Linked DNA regions of Danio rerio: region 1 is linked to region 2. Evidence: chromatin contacts called from public Micro-C data. All regions are on one chromosome and are shown on one strand. Each heading gives the region's core, a stretch centred on a gene start, on an enhancer-like site or on the middle of the called end of the contact. The rest is flanking DNA. Distances are from core to core; before and after follow the strand shown. Region 1 holds the start of rhoub (ras homolog family member Ub). Region 2 holds the start of rab4b (RAB4B, member RAS oncogene family).

Evidence for each region. Hi-C and Micro-C count contacts between places; a contact is called where the count stands out from the background.
Region 1: a contact with region 2 is called in a Micro-C map of caudal fin, with 14 times the contacts expected there. The contact joins the promoter of rhoub here to the promoter of rab4b in region 2. A contact is called at or near these places in 7 of 18 Hi-C or Micro-C datasets (caudal fin, embryo, fibroblasts and 3 more) and 1 of 4 datasets of contacts at active chromatin or transcription factors (caudal fin).

What each region holds. Positions count from the first base shown.
Region 1 is chr15:10,169,061-10,175,484 of GRCz12tu, forward strand. It overlaps rhoub (ras homolog family member Ub), which reads right to left and starts at 3,919. Exons shown (of 3, transcript NM_001017784.3): 1 at 3,514-3,919; 2 at 450-508. The coding sequence starts at 3,712.
Region 2 is chr15:10,023,234-10,029,733 of GRCz12tu, forward strand. It overlaps rab4b (RAB4B, member RAS oncogene family), which reads right to left and starts at 3,593. Exons shown (of 8, transcript NM_001004002.1): 1 at 3,449-3,593. The coding sequence starts at 3,464.

The DNA.
Region 1 (6,424 bases), core at 2,669-5,168, 150 kb after region 2:
ATCATATGGAAAATCTGAATCAATGCCAAGCCTTTTCAGGCTGTTTGTCAGTGATACGAAAAGCCGGTTTCGAAAGCAGGAGCTTGAAAACAATCAGTAAAAATGCTTGGCATCAAAAACAACACTTGGAGGCAAAAGCGCTGCTTGAACGGTGCCCTGTTCAAGCCTGCATGGCTCCGAAAACACAAGGGAGATCCAGTACCTGCGTGCCAATAGCTGGAGGATTGTTCTTTTTCCCTCGCTTTATGATTTCCTCACAGTACGCCATCCCTCTAATTGCTACGTTTTTGGTTGCACAATCTGAAATGCTGGTTTCAGAGTGACCCAAATGCCTTCTTTCATCAAATATCGAGTTTCTTTATAGGGGTTGGTTTAAAATGAATGGAATTAAACGTGATGTTATGATTGTGGGACGATTGTGTTACGGAGTGGGGCACAGGAGGTCTTACCTGTCCTGCAGTGTCACAGAGCTGCAGTCTCACTGGCTGACCGTCCACCTGTACGACCGCTGGAGGAAAAAGAGGAGGGAAACAATGAGTCATTTTACTGCCAACACACACACACACACACACACACACACACACACACACACACACACACACACACACACACACACTGGTTTCCATTTAGTCAGCTGACATGGTAAACAAAACAAACAGCCATGAGACTTCAGCTGTAAATAAGACATACTTATAAAGCTTTTAGGATTAAAACATGATTTGAATGATAAACACTTTCCCTTAAATTATAATATAAATATTAAACTATATACAAAGACAAGACATAGAATAACATATTGTAGAACTCATTATTTAGTAATTTAAATAAGAATGAATTATAATAATAAATTAACAAATGTAAATAAATAATACTTTCATATAATGGACTAACAGATAATATAAAAAAGGTTTATAATAATAGCAACATCAAAAACAATATTTTCTTAAAATGTTTGTAATATAAGATAACAAGATAACAACAACTATTATCATTATTGTTGCCATTATTGTTATTAACAACAACAACAACAACAACAACATAAACAACAAAACAACAACAACAACAACAACAACAACATAATAATAATAATAATAATAATAATAATAATAATAATAATAATAATAATAATAATAATAATAATAGAGGATTAAAAATAATAATTATTATTATACAAATAATACTAGTAATAATGAATAAATTATTATTATTATTATTATTATTATTATTATTAATAATAATAATAATAATAATAATAATAATAATAATAATAATAATAATAAAGAATTGTAAATAACAATTCTTTATAACAATGTTTTGAAATAAAAGAATCATAAAAGTTTTACTTCAACTATTGCTACTAATACAAATAATATTATTAATAATATTATTATTAATAATAATAATAATAATAATAATAATAATAATGGATTACAAATAATAATAATAATAATAATTATACAAATAATAATAGTAATAATAATAAATAAATGATTATTATTATTATTATTAATAATAACAATAATAAAAAAGAATTGTATATAACAATACTTTTAAACAAGGTTTTCAAATAAAAGAATCATAATGGCATAAAAGTGTTACTACAACTATTACTACTAATACAAATACTATTAATAATAATAATAATACTTATTATTATTATTATTGTTATTATTATTATTATTATTATTATTATTATTATTATTATTATAACAACAATAAAACCAATAATAAAAACCATACACCCCCACGAACATGATACAGATCTGCAGTTTAGATATAATGCATGTTCTGCATCTCATTGTTCATGCATTGCTCATATCTGTAGGTCTGAGTGTGCAGTTAAATCCGACTGTTCATTCCAGCAGGCCTCAGTAAAGTGATCTGCTGATGCTCCGTCACTTCAAAGTGTTCAGAGCCCATTGTATAATAGTCTCCAAATCCCTGTCATATGATCGGTCTTTAATTTGGCCCCTTCGCCCCAGTGCGGCACCTGTTGAATTGCGTAACTGCTCTGAAGCCAGTGAGGGTGACGTCGCCTATGGCTCCAGCAGGAGACCCAATTGATTTTAGGGCTCAGATGTTTAGGATTGCGATATTGCGCAACAGGTTTAGAACTACAAAGACAGGCTTGTGGGAATTTAATGGGGATCTGACCATGACTGGCTCTTGTTTGACATCCATTCACAATTTATGCAGGATGGCGTGATGTTTAATAACTCTTTTATATAAAAGCTGCAAACTTTTTAGTAGTTTTGGCCATTAGTTTACATGTCAACAGTGTTTGAATGGCAATATTTTCATTTCTGGTGAACCATCCCTTTTAGAACTGTATGTGCTCTGTGCACAAACGTTTCTTTACAAAAGAACTTTGCCAACTTTGATTGGCAGGCAAAATGACTAAATTTGTTGAGAACATTATTGTCTGTGTGCAAAACCTTTCAAAATTAAAACATAAAGCTTGTAAATTGTTGTCTTGTAAACATACCCTCATATGCAACGTGCTCTTTGATTAAAAAAATATTTTACCATATGATCTTTAAAGAACTTTCATTAGGTTATAAAATTTGAGTCTGCATTAAGTTCTTATACTTTTTATAAATATGATTTTTTATAAATATGTGTATATTTTAGTTATAGCCAATTTATTAACTAAAGACATGAAATACTTAAAGATTTGTTTAACTGAGAAAATCTAAATTAATAATGCTAATGTTTATTTTTGTACATTTTTAAGAACAAGTAGTGCTAGTGACTTTTTAGTCCATTTCTCTGTGTTGTTGTTGCAGTTCTTGACTTTTAAGTGTCTACATAGTTTTTATCTAATATTGTTTTGATTATTAGATTTGAAAAAAAAATACAAATAATAATAGTAATAATAAATAAATGAATATTAATAATAATAATAAAAATAATTAAAAAAGGATTGTAAATAACAATACTTTATAACAATGTTTTGAAATGAAAGAATCATAATGGCATAAAAGTTTTACTACAACTATTACTACTAATACAAATTGCATTAAGTTCTTATACTTTTTATGAATATGATTTTTTTATAAATATGTCTATATTTTAGTTATAGCCAATTTATTAACTAAAGACATGAAGTTTGATTAATAGATTTGAAAAAATAATAATATATATATATATATATGGCTAATACTTAACAAAAACAGTTTGTTTAACTTTAAATTTTATTTTAAAAACACAAAAAATATATATTTATTCAAATTAGAAAATACCTGAAGTTATTTTAATGACACTTTTCCAAGTCAAACAAATAAATAAACCAAAACATTAACAAAAAATGAGCTGAAAGTTTATAAATCGTGTCCAAAATTAGGGTCAAAATGTTCTGGTGATGAAATGCATTGCTCTGCTATAACACATAGAAATGGCTTCAATTACTGAAAAAAGGTTTTAGCCTACCAAAACAACTAAGATATTCACAAATGTAAGTTTGTTTTTTGTTGTTTGCAGCTGATGCGCTGCAGTACACCAACCCACACTCACCTGAGAAGTCGTCAAACGCTGTCGGGACATATTTTGTTGGATATCCATTGGTTGTGTAGCTTACAATGAGGCTGGTTTTTCCCACAGCCCCGTCCCCGAGAAACACGCACTTAAGCAGGCGGCCCTGGCAGTGCGCGGCTGACGGAGACTGGGGCATGTGCGGGGGAACCGGAGGCGCCATCAGGTTACTGTAATCCATGACCGGACCGCAGGTGGCTCGCGCACTCCCGATGGAGTGACCCGAGGAAAACACATTAAAAACAGCACTTTATAAAGAACTGGCCCCTACGAGCGCTGCGTGAATACGCTTGCTTGGCTGCAAGACGTGTAAACAGTCAATAAATCCCAAACACTCAAGAAGGTCTCCACGGACAACTAGAAAGTTCTCTTGCTCTACAACTACTGGGTGAGGAGTGAGAAAGGCAGCTTTTATAGTCAGCTTTCATTTGACTAACTCCTCCCACTTCACATGGCTGATTTAATATTCATAATGTGCCACCAAAAAGATACAATAATAGCGCGTTGAAAGATTTCTGCTTGTGAACGCTACGCTTCCTTTTTATTAAAACTGATTTAAATGACGCAGTCTTATTTACAGTGAATTATGTGTCTGTAGATTTTGTTTAATAGATTATTGCAAGTAAGCAAACACAAACATTTATTAAAGGAAAAGTGCATTTTAAATAAGCCAGTAAATGTATATTTTTATTTAATGCATATTTTCTTTAGTTCAATGCATATTTTCATATTTCTTTATTTGAAATAATATTATGTATATGGCAGAGAAAACAGGCTCATTGGGGTCGCAAAGCACCTGTTTCACTGTGGAATTTAGGAAAACCGCCTCTTAAATTAGTTTATTTTCAATAGGAATATAAATATATGACAATTATTATTGTCACATGTTACATGTGGCAAGCAAAATAAACAGCATAGAAAAAAAACATAAAATGTAGAGATTGCACTTACATTACGCTGTAATGATAATTTGTTAATGTAGGCCTAATTATATTAAACTATAGCCTAACTATAAGCAAAACTGAATAAAGTAATATAACCTTTTTCAAATCTCTTGCCATTATTTCCTTAATTTTGCAACGACGCATTACTGATCTTTTCTGCCATCTGCCGGTCATAAATTAAAACACATTAATTTAGAAAGTGCTTGATATAATAAATAAACAAATTGCACTTAAAACGATAAAATATCAGTTGGCCTATTATATATTTCCTTTATTTTATATAGTTAGAACGTTTTTTTTTATGTCTAGTACTGTATGTCTGTCATTTTTAAGCATAGTTTGTTTCTGTAAAACATAATATTACATAACAAAGTCATCTTTGGGATAAAGCCAGGGAAATTGATTATTTGTCCAGCTCAGGCTTTACATCTCCTTTATAATTGGTCTCATTCTACTTAAAAGCATATATCAGGAGGAGATAAGCTGATCTTTATGGTCAGACCAAAGGCAGGGGCGGGGACCCATGTTGCTCTTAAAGACAGCACATAAAGTACGAAGTGCAGCAGTCAGATGTCATCTCATCTGAACAAACTCCATATGTGACAACGTAAAATGTGTAATTCTTTTATAACTTGTTTAGCTTAAGTTATGAAACTGTAATAATAAGTGCTGAATTGACCATTAATTTACATCAGCAACTCGTAGCCTTTTTATAAAGAAAAAAAAAAAACATTTTTTCTTATAAATCATTGCAAATAATCGTTTTGTTAAAAAATAATTTTTTAATTTTTTTGTAAAAAAAATAATTTTTGTTTATTTAATGCAATTTCTGATAAGATATATGTGTGTTTTCGCGGACAAATATGTCCAGTATTGTCAATACACGAAACAGCTTTTGAACATTTAACTTTTTTTAATTACAAAACAGCTGTTGAGGTCGGTAAACACGACGCATTGGAGAGAAAAAAACTTATTTTCCTTGCGAAATTGTTGCATGTATTTATTTTTGCGGGATTGGTTAGCAACATTTGTAGGGCTACATGTTTTTAAACACTCAACTATGATTAGTGTAACAAAACCGTGTTTAATCTATAGTTCTCAGTTAATTACAAAAACATAAGCTAGTTGCCCACAAATAACATATAACAAACCCGTATGCAGTAGCACATGTATGATAATAAATGGGTAATTCTTCAACCACGGTCACTTTATATGTCCTTAATATATATATAATTTTGTTCAAATTAAAATTTTTGTAAAAAAAAAAAAAAAAAAAAAAAAAACTAACAATAAAACCTACTTAAAAAATGTACTACCTTTCTATTATATTTTTTCATATTATTCAACCTCCTTTTAGATGTCAAAATCACTGTTTTCACCTTGTCGCACACCCAGAGTTTTAAACTTCAACAATAAGAAGTGACATTTTAAAATATTATTTATCTTGTATAAATTAATGTATCTAAATAAAGCAGTAGTAAAGTAATGTAAATATTTTATAGTTATTAATGTGAGACTATTATCAATAGAGTTTTTTTTATACAAAATATAGCTGTCACACGGTATCAGTGTCATTTCCAAACTAATTAAATTAATATTAAATTTTAGAATGTGACGGGTGTACAATTCAGCATACAACTAATTTTCATTGATAAATGTATATATATATATATATATATATATATATATATATATATATATATATATATATATATATATATATATATATATATATATATATATATATATATATTGTGGAAAGATTTGTTAAACTAGATACAAAAATGATCTTGGACAATGTTTGACTGCCATCATTTATTTCATTTTGAAATAAAAGCTGTATATTGTGATTTGGTGAAATTGACATTTGTTCAGTTCACGATGGAAAAAAAAAAGTTTCTCTTATCTAAGTTTGTCCTCTTACAGATTTTAAACTAGACAAATTGTTT
Region 2 (6,500 bases), core at 2,343-4,842:
AATCTTTATATTTATTGCAGAAAAATAAAATATTGCAATATCAGATATTTCCACTATCATGCGGCCCTATTTTAGACCCAATACTCAAAGTAGCATGGTAAACATTTTAGGAACAGTCACATGAACATTTTAAACGACTGTCCGAATATAAAACCAACCTCACCTCAATTGTGATTGATAATAAAACAGAATTAAATCACTAGGGCCAATCAAACTGCATTAGAAATCAATTCTAATATATTGCTCTCGTTATTTTTTTTAACTTCACAATCACAAAATCAGATTCATTTTTGGTCATCATGATGACCTGCATTAACCAAATAGGTTTGGTACACATTTTCCTGTCTGAACACAGCCGGAATGAGTCTTTGTAATTGATTGATAAACAGGAGAATTGAATCGCTAGGGCCAATCAAACTGCATTAGAAACCAATCCTAGTTTGTTGCTTCATTTTTTTTTCTGGTATGTTCAACTTCTCTTTTATAAGATCATAAGTTTTTGGTCCTCACAGTCCTTAAAGTGCCCATATTATGGGTTTTTGAAAATTCCCCTCCATGTAGTGTGTAACACAGCTCTAAGTGAAGTGAAGTGTCCAGCTAAGGCTTAAATCTGTTAGTGTACAGTGTTTAAAACGGTTGATTCATCTATAAAAGAGTCGACTCATAGTGCTTCAAACGAGTCTCCTTGATACCGACTCATTAGGTGTTTCGCCATGACGTGCGAATGAAACCAAGTTATTCACGTGCACGCGCAAACCCGGGAGATTTCAAACCTGAGGCCCCGCCCTCTGACGCAGAAACCCAGACACACACACACACACACACACACACACAAACATGCCGGTCGATTGAAGTCACACTGCAGATGGATATATTGAGTCTCTACCCAAAGATGAAACCTCAGCATTATAGCCAAGCAGTTGGAAACTACTGGAAACTTCCGCAAACTACATGCTACAAAGAATACATCATCGGCGTTTGTTAAAAGAAGGATCAGTAAAGAGTAACTTACTGATGGACGTCAGGATGGGTTTCTTCCATTTCTCAAGTGTAAGTACGCGCAATTAAGGTTGCCTCGTTGACTCTAGCTTTCAAATGTATTTAGTTGTGATTTGTTACTTGTAACCACGTGTACTGTATCAGGTTAACTCGCTATATTCTCTTATCGCGTGCAAAGTCACGTTTAAAACGCGACGCGTGCTGCTTTGTTTACGGAGCTCCGTGAAGGAGGAGTAGTGTGTGTGTCTGTGTGTGCGTGTGTGTGTGTGTGCGCACGCTGTCGTCCGGAGGTGTGTGTGTTTGTTTGTGTGTGTGTGTGTGTGTGTGTGTGCGCGCACGTTGTCGTCCGGAGCAGGGTTAAGTGTGTGTGTGTGTGTGTGTGCGTGCGTGTGTGTGTGTGTGTGCAATATGTGTGTGTGTGTCTGTGAAAAGAGCAGAGTGAGAAGCTAGGAGATCTCCTCAACTGTTTTTGGAGTTTTTGCTCAATAAAATAGTCAGTCGTCTGTATTTTCAAGTCCATAGTCTGTATTTACATTGACCCACTGGCAGCTAAAATCCACGCCTACACTATCGAGCATCAACTGTGATTACTTTTATATTGCTGATTAGCTGTTGGACATTTCACTCTCTCACTGAAGGCAGTCGACCAATCGCAACAGATTAGCTTCGCGCTAAGGAGGGGTTTGGGAACAAATGAATCACAGGACGATTCATACCGAAGTCGCTGGGATAATTAGGTAAAAATAAATGCAGATTTTGAGACCATGAAAGTGTTTTTTGACCTTGCATGGTTATTAAACTGTTGTTGGAGATCCTTACAACCAAGATATGACCCAATTTCATGTATAATATGGGCTCTTTAACTGAACTGCATTCACAAAAGAACGATGATTCAAAAACAGCACTCAAAGCAAATTCAGGTAATAAAGAAGAAGAAAGTTTACAAAATAAAGGTAAACTATTTTATTTTATATTCGCATTACATTCTGACTTTATACGTAATGGTATATTTTCAGAAAAGTAATCTTTGCTAATTCTAAAATAGAGAAGTCATTTAATCCGCCAAAGACTGTCAAAGAACACCATTGCTCAATGTTCACAGTCAATTAATAAGTGCTAATGTTGTTTTGTGGTCATACTTGCATGCTATTTTAGACTGAATATTCAAAGTAGAATGGTAAACAATATAAGGACAGAGTCACAAGTTATATTCAAACGAATGTGTGAAAATAAAACCGACTTGTGAATGTTTTTCAAAACCCTCTACTCTACTACTATTTCAACCAAATATTTGTCGTATTCAGAGTGAACAAAGACCCAATGATTTGTCATGATTACACTGGGCGACGAAGTGGCACAGTCGGAAGTGGCAGTGCTGTCGCCTCACAGCAAGGTTTGAGCTTTGGCTGGGTTAGTTGGCATTCTGTGTGGAGTTTGCACGTTCTCCCCGCGTTCGCGTGGGTTTCCTCATGCGGTACAGGTGAATTGGGTAGGCTAAATTGTCCGTAGTGTATGAGTGTGTATGGATGTTTCCCAGAGATGGGTTGCAGCTGGAAGGGCATCCGCTGCATAAAACATGTGCTGGATAAGTTGGTGGTACATTCTGCTGTGCCAACCTCTAATTAATAAAAGGACTAAGACGAAAAGAAAATTATTGAATAAATGTTTACACTGTCATGATAAAAACTCTAAAGGCAAAAAAAAAAAAAAACATATTTGCCTCAGTTTTTGCTTTACAAAATTTTAATTAGACTTAAAAGAGGCTTTTAAGTGAATGATTCAAAAGATTCAACTAATTAATCCGGCGAAACTTCAGGCAGAAAAAATATTTCAGCATTTCAAAACACTTTAGGCAGAGGACATTTCTGATTGGCCGAATGAGATCGGGCCGCGCCCCTCACCTTTCTGGTTGTTTACAGATCTCAGAACTATACAAAAACACGTGTGATCTCATATTGTTATTATTTATATTATTTGTTTAATATTGAGATGTGTCCAAAACATATTCGCTTAAAGCAATAATAATACGACGGAAGGAGCTTTTTAAACATTTATATGATGGCTTAAAACATCGTAATCATGGCATAACCAGGAATTACAGAATAGATTTATCAGCTTGTGTCAATACGTAGGCAAATTTTTTAGACATCATCACCACACACCCAACTGCTTATCTGACAGGCCCATCTGAGAGTGTGGACATTAACCTAATAAACACATATTTACCTGATATTTACAGACAGTCTCGACCAGCAAGAATGACAGTAGCATGGCTAAGCACTTGTGATTGACACGCCACGTACTAATCTATAATTGTGAAAAAACTAGAGGTCTGAAGTCAGAAATCGTCTGCCTGCTGGTGATGTTGATACAGCACGCGCGCTCACTCTCACGCACGCGCCAGCACTAGCTAACTGTAAGTGCTAACCACAACAAAAAATGTCATTACCGTACGTCTCTGACATGTCGGTCCCACCGATGAAACCAATCGACCGGGCAGGCGATAGTCTTTATTGGCTTCTTCAGATGAAGGCTTTGCTGTGGTTTGTTTCTGTGTGTAGCTGTGGTAGCCAACAGGCTAATAATTAACTGCTGCTAACGCCTTTCGACGTTTCCTGTTTTACACAGCACAGACCTGCGCGTGCACAACGTGCTCGCTACAGAGGAGTGATGTCATGACGCAAATTTGCCTTTTTAACAGTACAAAAATATATATATACATGCCAGGTGGTAAGTATAAATCAAATACAAATATTCAGAATGTACGTATGTAATAATCAAATAAACACATTGTAAAATTCACAAAGTTTTAAAGTGCTTAGGGTTTTCTTAGAGTCTCTAAAAGTCTAATATATAAGCATAATTCAGTCATCGGTACCTTAAAATTCGGTTTCTTATTAGTAGATTGACATTTATGAATGGTAATTTTGTTGCAGATTTGTCTTTTTTTTGTAGTCTATGTGGTAAAAATGCACAAATGGTTAAAGTGCTTTGGTCCAAAATGTAAGTTGAACAGAAGTTTCTATGTGTGATATAATTTGTTACCTTTCTCATGACAAACATAACATAAATATATAGGCAATCTATTTATTCTAATTGGTAAATATAATATTCATAAATTTTCTTCTTCTCTACCTAATTTGCACAATTTTCTTTGAGACTTTAATGGTTAATTTTACACCCCTTGGAAACTTCAGTGGGAATTTATGTTTTTTGTCACAACCTTCCACACATAATTACAAAATCAGGTCTCTCTTTTAAAAGTAAATTGTAACAGCCCCATAAATGAAGTTTTTTTTTTTTTTTTTTTGATGGAAATTTCTGATCAGATTCAATGGAAAAAAAGTTTGGTCTTTGTCTTTAAAATATATAATAACTAACAAAATTAGAGAAAATTTTATTCAAACAGATTTTAAACAGCCAAGACATTTTTGAAAAAATATAAAATTGCTGATCATATTTTTTTGGAATTTCTCCCATACAAAATGCTTTTGGATTAAACTTTCTTTGGTTGTTCATTGCAAAATACTAACAGAATTTTTGTTATCTTTTTAAAATATCCTGTTCGTTTTTTTTTTTTTTCAATACTCCTAATGATAAAATTAGGAATATTTCATTATTAACCTTCTTTTAATTCTTGCAAAAGTCCATATACTGCAAAATTTTCTCAACGTATACCTTGTTTTATTGTTTTTGAAAAGGAAAACCAACTTTACATCAGAGCTATTGCTTCCTCTAAAAATCTTAAAGCTATTAGAACTGTTAACTTATTTTGCTTTTTTAATTTGTTTAACACCTGATTTTATATTATCTGTTGTTTTTTATTTATTTATTTATTTAATATTTTCTCTCTTATATATGCTTTTTGGATGCTTTACCTCTCTGTAAAACTCATGGACCAATCTATGTAACAATTTTTTGATGCTGTTATTGTTGTCCTTTAATAATAATAAAAAAAAATACTAAAACATTATTCAATAATCTACATTACAAAATGTTTATAGTAAAAAAATGTTAAAAACGGTGAAACTTTATAAGGACTTTAAAATGTTATAGAATTGGACTCTTTGCCTCTGTAACTTTTATATTGTTTATTAGTATTATTTATTTTCTTATTAATTTAATTTGATTGTTCATCCAATGTCATGCTTATTATGATTGTGTTGTTACAACGCAAATAAAAATAGCCTATGGGTAAACTAAATAAAAATTTTAGCATCAGAATTAAATGATGAAATAAGAAATAATTTATCATTAGGTAATTAAGAAGCCTAATTCCTAGGATTTGAAAATAACATCAATAATTAATGTTATTTAAATTGTAATTAGCTTAAAGGTTTTTTGACACAATTTTTTTGCTGAAATAAATAAAGAAATAAATAAAAATAATAAATAAGTGATTTTTATATTATTATGATTATACTGCATTTTATTCATTCGTTTATTTTTGAAATGTGTTGTAATATGTTTATTTGTTGCATGTTTTTAAAAAAGTGAGCAACAAAGGCTATTATGTGACCAACAATATACAGTATTTGAAATATTATTTTATAATAATCCTTTTTCAGCATGGATTATAATGGGCCTATGTTGTTTTGTCTTAATACTTAAAAAAACTTTCATTTTAAATAACCATTATGTATGAAGATGTTCATGTATTTTGTATTTTTAAAATCTATTTTCTTGATGCTTTCTCTATGATTTAGTCATGTTTTAGGTTTATGTTTAAATTTTTATAAATAATTCAGTATAAATTGAATTTAATTTGACATGTTTTTTTATTTTATTATTTATCAAAGCAGATGCAAATATTCCATGTTGGTTATTTTAAATTAATTCATACATTCCTTTTCTTTTTGGCTTAGTGCCTTCGTTAATCAGGGGTTGCCACCAACTTATCCAGCATATGTTTTACGCAGCAGATGCCCGTCCAGCTGCAACACTTGGAAACAACACACCCACACACACATACACTACATTCATTTTAGCTTACCCAATGCACCTATACCACATGACATGTTTTTGCACTTGTGGGGGAAACTGGAGCACCTGGAGGCAACCCACGCAAACACAGACAGAACATGCAAATTCCACACAGAAATGTCAACTGACCCAGCCGGGGCTTAAACCAGCAATCTTCTTGCTGTGAGATGATTGTGATACCCACTGCGACACCATGCTGCCCCTATTTTATATTTAATTTAAATAAAAATAAAATAAAAATAAAATAAAGCAAATGACAGCCTTATCAACTGCTAGTTGTTACTTTGCATTCTTTAATATTCGGTTAGCATATAGTTTAACTTAATACAGCAACACTTTATTGTAGATGTAAAGACATGTTTTAGTTGTTTACATTTAGTAGGGTTTTTATGGAAAATTATTTATCAAGGCAGCTGTATGTGATGTCAGTTCATTTATAGCCTATTTATATTTGATAATTGGCACAACAACACTTCGATGTTGTCAACAAATGTACATTAGAGTTCTAGAGTTCACAT